Regions from separate parts of the Mus musculus genome. Here region 2 is linked to region 1. Evidence: chromatin contacts called from public promoter capture Hi-C data. All regions are on one chromosome and are shown on one strand. The core of a region is the stretch at or near the end of the contact, and the rest is flanking DNA. Distances in the headings are between cores, read along the strand shown.

Region 1 (4,078 bases), core at 128-2,627:
TCGGGAGTTTGATATAAATACACTCGAGGAAAGAGTACACTGGAAACACAAAGTGTGGGCATTTTAAAAATTTTGTTTAGGTTTGCTGCATTGTGAAATGTCTCATCTTAAATATAAACCATGCGATGTGTTTCTACAGTTAATCAAAAGGATCAGTTTCTCTCTCTCGCCTTTGGTTAAAACATGAGTCAGTATGCTTAAATTGCAAGGGGTACACACTTCACTTTTTAAATGGCTCCTGGACATTTCCTGATTGTTGTCAAGCGCTGGAAGTCATTAAGTTTACAAGATTCTGTGGTGAAGCACGCGCGCGAGCACGCGCGCACACACACACACACACACACACACACACACACACGCACACACACACACACACACACACGCAGTCCTTAAAGCATCAGCAGTATGAAAGCAAATGCAGATGCAGGCATCAGAAAGTTATATAAGAAAAGCGGTCACTCCTCTGAGAAATCAGTTCAAGCATAGGTAATCTAGTAAACTGCAAATGCTGAGTGCCGGGCTGGGTCAAAGGAACTAGGAAGCAATGTAAAATACACCGGGAAATGAGGGCACTTAAGAACTGAATGATGCGGGCACCGCCACCAGAGGCATGCATCTTCTGGCATTCCTTCAGAAGGAGCAAGAATGGGTTGTCTTTAAAGAGCCCCTAATGACCTGGCTAACGGCACAGCCTCAAACCACCACATCGCGAAACAAATCCCATCAGTGGGAGACAAGGCTGGAGGAGGCGCATTAAAAGATCCATCCATTCACTAATGCCACCCTGGCTGTCACCGGCCTGGGACGCGCACACTCCCCGGCACTGCCACCTGCTTTCTACTTCCTCGGGGAGAGGTGGTGGCGCGCGGGTCCTGGTCCAGCGGCTCCAAAGGCAGAACTAATGATGAATCCGTGACTCCTAACCCGGGAGCTCAAGTCTCAGCTCCCCGGGGTCGGTTCCGGGACGGCGCGCGGCCCCAAGGTGGAAGGCTGAGAAGTTCCCCACGGCGGAGCCGGGGCGAGGGGACCAGAGGGGAGGGGGCGGCGCCAGGTCGGAGCGCAGGAAGCCTCGGCCCGTGGGCCGGGACCGTGGGAAGCCAAGCTGGGGGCGGGGCCGCGCGGAGCCACCCAGGGGCCCGGCTCCGGGATTCCCCCTGATCGGGCGCGGGCAGAGAGGGGGCACCCTGGCCGCTACCTGCTGTTGGATCTTCCCGTCCTCCGTGACGACCCAGTGCGTAGTGGCCAAGGCCCCTCGAGCCACCACGCTCAGCAAAGCGGAAAGGCTGAGAAGCCAACCCGGGCCGGAGCGAGGTAGCAGCTCGAACCGGCCGCGGACCCCTATTGCCGCCGCCATCTTGCCCCCCCGGCCGGGCTGCTCACACCGGAAGCGGAAGCGACTCCTTGCGGTCCGCCATCTTGGGGAGGTCGCCTCTGGAACTGGAGGAGGAGCCCGCGGAGTGCCTCGGAGACGATACCGGTCCCTTTACTCTCGGTCGGGGAAGCCGGTCCTGCCACACCTCAGGGCTGGAAACGGCTTTCTAGTTATCGTTTTTCTGGAGGCTATAAGATCCCCAAGCGTGGGAATCGGAGGGGAGATAATAAAACTAGGTGGAGCTTGAGCAGAAGTGAGAAGACGGTGAAGGTCTTTTTAAAAAGTAAGTATTGTTTCTGGTAGGGCAATAAAAGTTATACTTTTCAACTATCTGAGAGAGGCTTTTTTTTTTTTTTTTAATAAGTCTCGTAATGGAGTGTTAAGCGGCGCAGTCGTACTGTGTAATGCATGTCACACATCGAATTAAAAAAATAGCTCGTTATCAAATACAAAATATCAGCTCATTACAAGTTATGTATATGTGATCGGCATACTTTTTCTTCCGAAATTTAGAAAGCGATGTGTCCTTACAGACCACTTACATCCAGTGTGGCCAGATTTTTGGGTCTTACAGCAGCAGCACCACGTGTCTTGTGGACTTTGGTGGGCAGCTCTAGTCTAAGTTAAAGACCTAGGTGTAGAACCCAGATAGTGGCATCTCCGGGGAGGGGACTGTATTAAATATGTAAGCACTGCGGCTTCCCTTCCCCGAGGGTAGACTCAGCCATTATGAGTATGTTTTAAAGAAGTCTCAGGTGATTGATTTGCATATTGAAACTTAAGAGGCGCACTACCAACAGGTACAGTAGCTGTTAACCAGCTTAGGTTCCAGGCTCTGCCAATGTATGTTATTATAGGTATTTCAGGTCGGCCTACTAGTATGGTGGGCGTATCATCTTGTAACAAAGCTGTTATGCTTTTTTTTTTTTCTGTTGAGAAAAAAAAAAATTGTGCCCTGCCACCTACATAGATGTGTTGCAGGAAACAAATGTCTGCCTCATGTTATGGGAACAGAGACTGTGCTATGGCATTGTAATTCTTCTGAGAGCAGTTTGGTTTTGTTGATTTTGTTTGTTTTGTTTTTGAAATGAAGTCCCATTTGCAGCCTGAATTGCCTGGAATTTATTTAGCCCAGGCAGGCCTTTAAGTCCACCTGTGTCAACCACCTGATGCTGGATACAGGCATGAACCATCAGGCCCAGCTCACTAGGCAGCTTTTCTTAAAAGTACCCGTGTAATGAACATTCGTTTTATTAAAAAGGTATATCTTGGGGCTGGAGAGATGGCTTGGGGCTACAAAGATGGCTCAGGGCTGAAGAGCACTTCCTGCTCTTCCCTGGAAGCAGTGTTAGGCCACAACCACCTGTAGAACTCCAGCTCTAGGGGATCCTCCTTTATACATGTGGCATACAGTTCTCATACACAAACATATACACCCACGTACGTATGTGTACACACACATACACACACATATGTATATATTTGCCTGTAGAGACTGGGTGTAAAGGTCAGCTCAGGACCTTTGGGAAGGTTATGAAACACTTGCCCCTCCAGAAGGGAGAGGTTAATTAACATTTCTCAGACCACAGGGTGGAACCGACAGGATGGACTGTTGCCCACCTTCAGACAAGGGAAGTCCTTGTTACCTCATTCCCTAAAGACCAACCAGTTTAAAGGGTGCACTGTTTCGCCAATCATATTGTGCCTAGTTGCTGATGCTCTATTCTGCCTCCTGGAAACCTTATAAAAACTCACTGAACGGGTGCTGCTCCGCCTCTCCTTCGGGTCTGGGACGACCCCAGTGCACTGGAACAATAAATTCCTCTTGCTTTTTGCATTGATCCTGGCTCCACATGGTTTGCTCAGGGGATCCCCAGTAAGCTAAGTTCCTTGGACTCTTACATGGGCACAGAAATATGACCATTAAGAAGTAAGCTATGATGTTGACAAGTTAATTAAAATACAGATGAGAATGTAATAATAATGTGTAGAGAGAGCTACAACCAGGTGAAAAAGGCTTGGCACAAAGGAAAGTGTGGTTGGTAAAGGTGATGCTGGTGTCAAGTTGTAAGGGACTCTTATGTGTCGTATTGAGTTTAAATATAGACAGTAAGGACTGTAACCTGAGTTTTAAAGTAGAAACAAGTGATGGAATCCCTTTTTCTCAGCATCTTTTTAGGTGTAGCCATCTATTATTGTATACTATCTGTTTTTTTCTTTACAATGCTAAGGACTGAGCCTAGGGCCTTGCATATGGTAGTCAACCATATTACTAATGAGCTATGTATCTCTAGCCCATTATTTAATAATTGTTTATTATACCTAGCTGATTCCTGAACCCCAGAATGAATGGTTGTATAGAATCTCTAGTACATATTTCAGCTATCAGGAACATTTTTTGGGCATTTAAGTATTGGAAAGGAGTTGGATATCAACGTCTACAAACTCAATAGATTATCCACTTGTTTTTCCTAGTTCATAATTATTGTCCTTTGAGATGAGGTTTTGTTTCAAACCTTGAGAGCTCTCCATGTTTTTCTGTTGTGTAACTAATTGCTATAAACTTACTAGCTTTAAACCATTATTTCAGTTTCTATGGAACACAAATCTGGTTTGGCATAGTTGGTATCTTGCTGGATGTTGACTGGCTATTAATGCAAAACACCCACTTCATCCTACCATGTAGCCCTCTTAACATGAGAAGTA
Region 2 (3,936 bases), core at 484-2,983, 7.5 Mb after region 1:
AGCATCTGGAACACTGGTGGTGGAGTCTGAGGTAGCATTTGCAGCAGCTGCTGAAGCTGCTCCCAGACAACAGGATGCATCAGATTGGTCTATACTCTTAGCACATTCCCTGAATCCCTGGTAACTGTTATCCACTGGTAACCCTCCACCAGGCTGGGTTTATTCAAGGAAGAATGACATCTTTAAAGTCAGGTAGCTTGGGAAGCCAGATCCTTCCTTCACAGGTTTCTGTTTCTTTCTTAGTTCTGGAAGCCTGTTCTTGAAGTTGGAGTCACTCCCCATCTTGCAGTTGAAGTAGATACAGTACCCAGCAAAGAGGGCAAGTGCCAGGGGAAATGGCTGCTTTGGCTGTCATCATTGCCCCATCTGGATGTCAGCTTTCCCTAGTAGCTGGCAAACAGTAGTTAGTACCTCATTCTGGAAGCTCACAGCCTGCAGCCACTTTGAATCAAGACATGGAAAGGCTACACCTAAAGACTTATACAATATTTCAAAGCCAGAAAGCCTGGGATGGCTCAGTTGAGTTGTTATGCTTTCAATTTCTCAAGTGCATTGGTTACTGGTGTGTCACTGTGACAGGAACTAGATGGAAACAACTTAGAGGAGGAAGATTTATTCTGGTTCATGGTTTCAGAAGTTGTAGTCCAACATGGCAGAGCAGGGTGGCAATAATGTACAGCCAAGACTTCTTACACAGCAGCAGACAAGACACCATGCAATCAGGCCAGAACCAGAAGCAGCATAACCCCCAAAGGCCTGCCACTAGAGACCTTCACTAGCAAGGTCCCAGATCCTAAGGGTTCTAACATTCAGCAGTCCCACAAAGCTAGGGTCCAAGTGACCACAGGATGAACCTGCAAAACAGATTTCAGACTCAACCCATAGCAAGGTTGTAGTTAAGCCTTTGACCCAGCGACTGCCACTTTCAGACTCTCTGAAGACTGGAGGGTCTGCCTCTGAGGAAGGTGTTGGCAGGTCTTGCTGCATGACCCTCAACACTCAGTTTTAAGGGAAAGAATGCAGACAGAAGAGACCGTGCCGGAGGTGCACAGAGCTAAGATAGTCAATATCTTCACACGCCTTCTTCCTTTCTAACCCCTTTCCTAATCAGCTGCCCTTCAAACCAGACCTCTTCTTGGACCACAGGAAAGTTACTAAGAACCCTAAGTGACTTAGCTTGACTGTCTGGATAAGGCTAGTTACAAAGGCTCCTATCTCTCCACAAACAGAGAAGAAACTATATGCCTTGAAGCGTTGTTTTTTGTTTTTTGTTTTTTTTGTTTTGTTTTGTTTTTAGGGAGTACTGCAGGCATGTGAGCGTGTGTGTGTGTGTGTGTGTGTGTGTGTGTGTGAATTCCAAGAATTCAAATAGGCAAAGCTTCATTTAAATCCAGATGGTGAGTAGGCCGATCTCTTCTGGGCATCTAAGTTGCCAAGGTGTCTGCCAAGTCTGCAGGTGCATTCACCAGATCAGCCAGCCTACCCAGAGGGGCAAAGGCAAAACCAGTTTCCCTGACCTAGGATGTCCAGCCAGTTGTTCCCTGGAAATCATTCTATATCCGAGTTCTCTCAGTATCTCAGCCCTCTGGTCTTTGAGCTTAGTCATACAGGAGGAAGACTTCCTGGTTCTTTGCACGCCGTTCCCGCCAGCCACGGTGAAGAACTACAACTCCCAGCATGTCCTGCGAGGGGTCACGAGGCACGCTCCGCTTGCTCCGGCTGTCACGTGACTCCAGAAAGATGGCGGCCTTGACAGCAGAGCATTTCGTGGCGCTCCAGAGCCTACTGAAGGTATCTTGAAGGGGTGGGGACGCGTGCGGCCACCGTCTTAGGGTCTGGGACTTGGTGCAAAGCAAGAATTGGGAATAAACCGGCCCTGACTTGGAGCATTGTCCCACTCCCACCCTACCCGCCGCGCGTCAGTGCTTCTTTGTGTGACCCTGAGAAAATCGTTCAGCCTTTCTGAGCTTTTAAACAGGAGCAACAAAATTAATCACGCCCAGATATTAAGGTGGAAGTAAAAATCAGATAGTCGATGTAAATACACCCAAGAATTAGTGACCACGAGTGGTTTTATAGATTGGAGCACTTGGGTGACAGTCACCAGTTCCCATTTCATCCCAGTCTTTACGCCTCTCTCAGGGAAATTCTCTCCTTCTTGTCACCCTAGTACTTCTAGGGACGTCATAAAGTTTGAGTTACTCCTTAGAAGGGTGGCTTTGCATTCCCTCTTAGGACTTATTACTAGTGTGCACACACCATGGATGTCTTTGTGTTCTCTTCTGAGGAACATGATTTCTGTTTCTTCTTGTTTTCCTTTCTTCTCTCTTATCCAGTTGAAGATCAGAAATGATCCTCGTGACACTGTCATTATAAGTCACACATATAATGCCCTTTCCGTTATCCATCTTCCTAGTGTGCATTTGCTCAGTCCACTCCTGAGCACTTTGACTTCATTGTTCACAAGCCTATGCCAACAAGAACAAGACCTGGCACCCAGTATGTGCCGAAGAAATAGCTATGAAGGGCTTTAGTATAGTGGAGCTGTGACTAGGATCCAAGAGTTCTCCTTAGCAGCTTTTTCTCTTCCTTGTGGTTGATTTAAGCCATTCCTTTTCCATGCTTGCTTGTCTTGGGACATTTTCTTTTCCTTGGTAAGTTTTGGAAAATAACATATAGCATACTGAAATCATTAGTAATTCCCTTAATGACTACACACTCATGTAGCCAACACCAGACCACAGACTGAGACACCAGTACCCCCAGTGCCTCCCTGGTTACTTACTTCACTTGCCTTCCCAACAGTGCATAGCTTCGGACACCATGTACTATTACTCAGTCTCTGAACTCCACAGAAATGGAACACTTCTTCATATCAGTGTTCACATCTGGCTTCCAGTCATGATTGTAGCAATAGCTCATTTTCACTGCTCTATTGTTTAAATACACTTTATTAAAAGCTAACTATAATATCTCCTGTAGTTGTGGGAAATAATGCAGAGAGATTTTTGTCCCATGTTCCTTAATGGTGACTTCCTGGATATCTACAGAACAATATCACAGTTGGGGTATTTACATTGATCCAGTAAAGCTCCAAGGCATAGCTATCTATGTAAGACCCCTGGGTTGACATCTTACAGCCAAGCTCACTTGCAGTTGGCCTCCAGAATTCCTTGACACTTCAACATTCTTGTATCATTAGTTTTCATTTCAAGAACGTTTGTAAATCTTGGTGTAGATGATGTTTGTGGATTGGCTTTCCTCACTAAGCCTAATTCTCAAGCTGTAGATCGAAACCCCTTTGTGGTTGCATATCAGTTTTCCTGAATAGCAGATATTTACATCACGATATAAACTATGAAATAGCAATAAAATAATGTTATGGTTGGGGTCACCACAACGTGAGGGACTGTATTAAAGGGTTGCAGCATTAGGAAGACCGAGAGACCACTACTCCAGAGAGAATCATACAAATCATAGGTATTCACAATTGCTTCCTTTTTATTTCTTCGAAGTATTCTGTAGTGTATTCTATTTGTTTGCTCATTGGTCTGTTGAAAAAGGCATAAAGAGTACTTCTAGTACTCAGCTTTACAGATGAAGTTCCTAGGCCATCTGGAAATTATACGATTTAAAGACATCTCCAAACTTTTCCAGAGTACCTGCTCTACTTTACACGTATATTTGTATCAGCATCAACATTTGGGGTTGTCAGTATATCCTATCTGAATCATTCTGATAAGTGTTTCTCGGCTCTGTGTGTGTCTACATTTGTGTTTGTGGGTGTGGACATGTGGTCAGAGGACAAGCTCCGGTGTCAGTTCTGCCTTCAGTCTTGCTGGAGGTTTTCTCATCCTTTACTGCAACATGCACCAGGCTTATGCCCGTGAGCTTCTTAGAATTCTCTTTCTGCTTATTATTTTCAGACGGGGCCTT

Evidence for each region. Promoter capture Hi-C pulls out the DNA fragments that hold promoters and counts their contacts.
Region 2: a promoter capture Hi-C map of pre-B cells shows a contact between it and region 1. The contact joins the promoter of Commd9 here to the promoter of Ttc17 in region 1. A contact is called at or near these places in 3 of 39 promoter capture datasets (cranial neural crest, frontonasal cranial neural crest and pre-B cells).

The regions. Positions count from the first base shown.
Region 1 is chr2:94,405,312-94,409,389 of GRCm38.p6, forward strand. Ttc17 (tetratricopeptide repeat domain 17) reads right to left here and starts at 1,378. Exons shown (of 25, transcript NM_183106.2): 1 at 1,196-1,378. The coding sequence starts at 1,354. 2810002D19Rik (RIKEN cDNA 2810002D19 gene) reads left to right here and starts at 1,396. Exons shown (of 2, transcript NR_027831.1): 1 at 1,396-1,655.
Region 2 is chr2:101,884,529-101,888,464 of GRCm38.p6, forward strand. Commd9 (COMM domain containing 9) reads left to right here and starts at 1,734. Exons shown (of 6, transcript NM_029635.3): 1 at 1,734-1,791. The coding sequence starts at 1,741.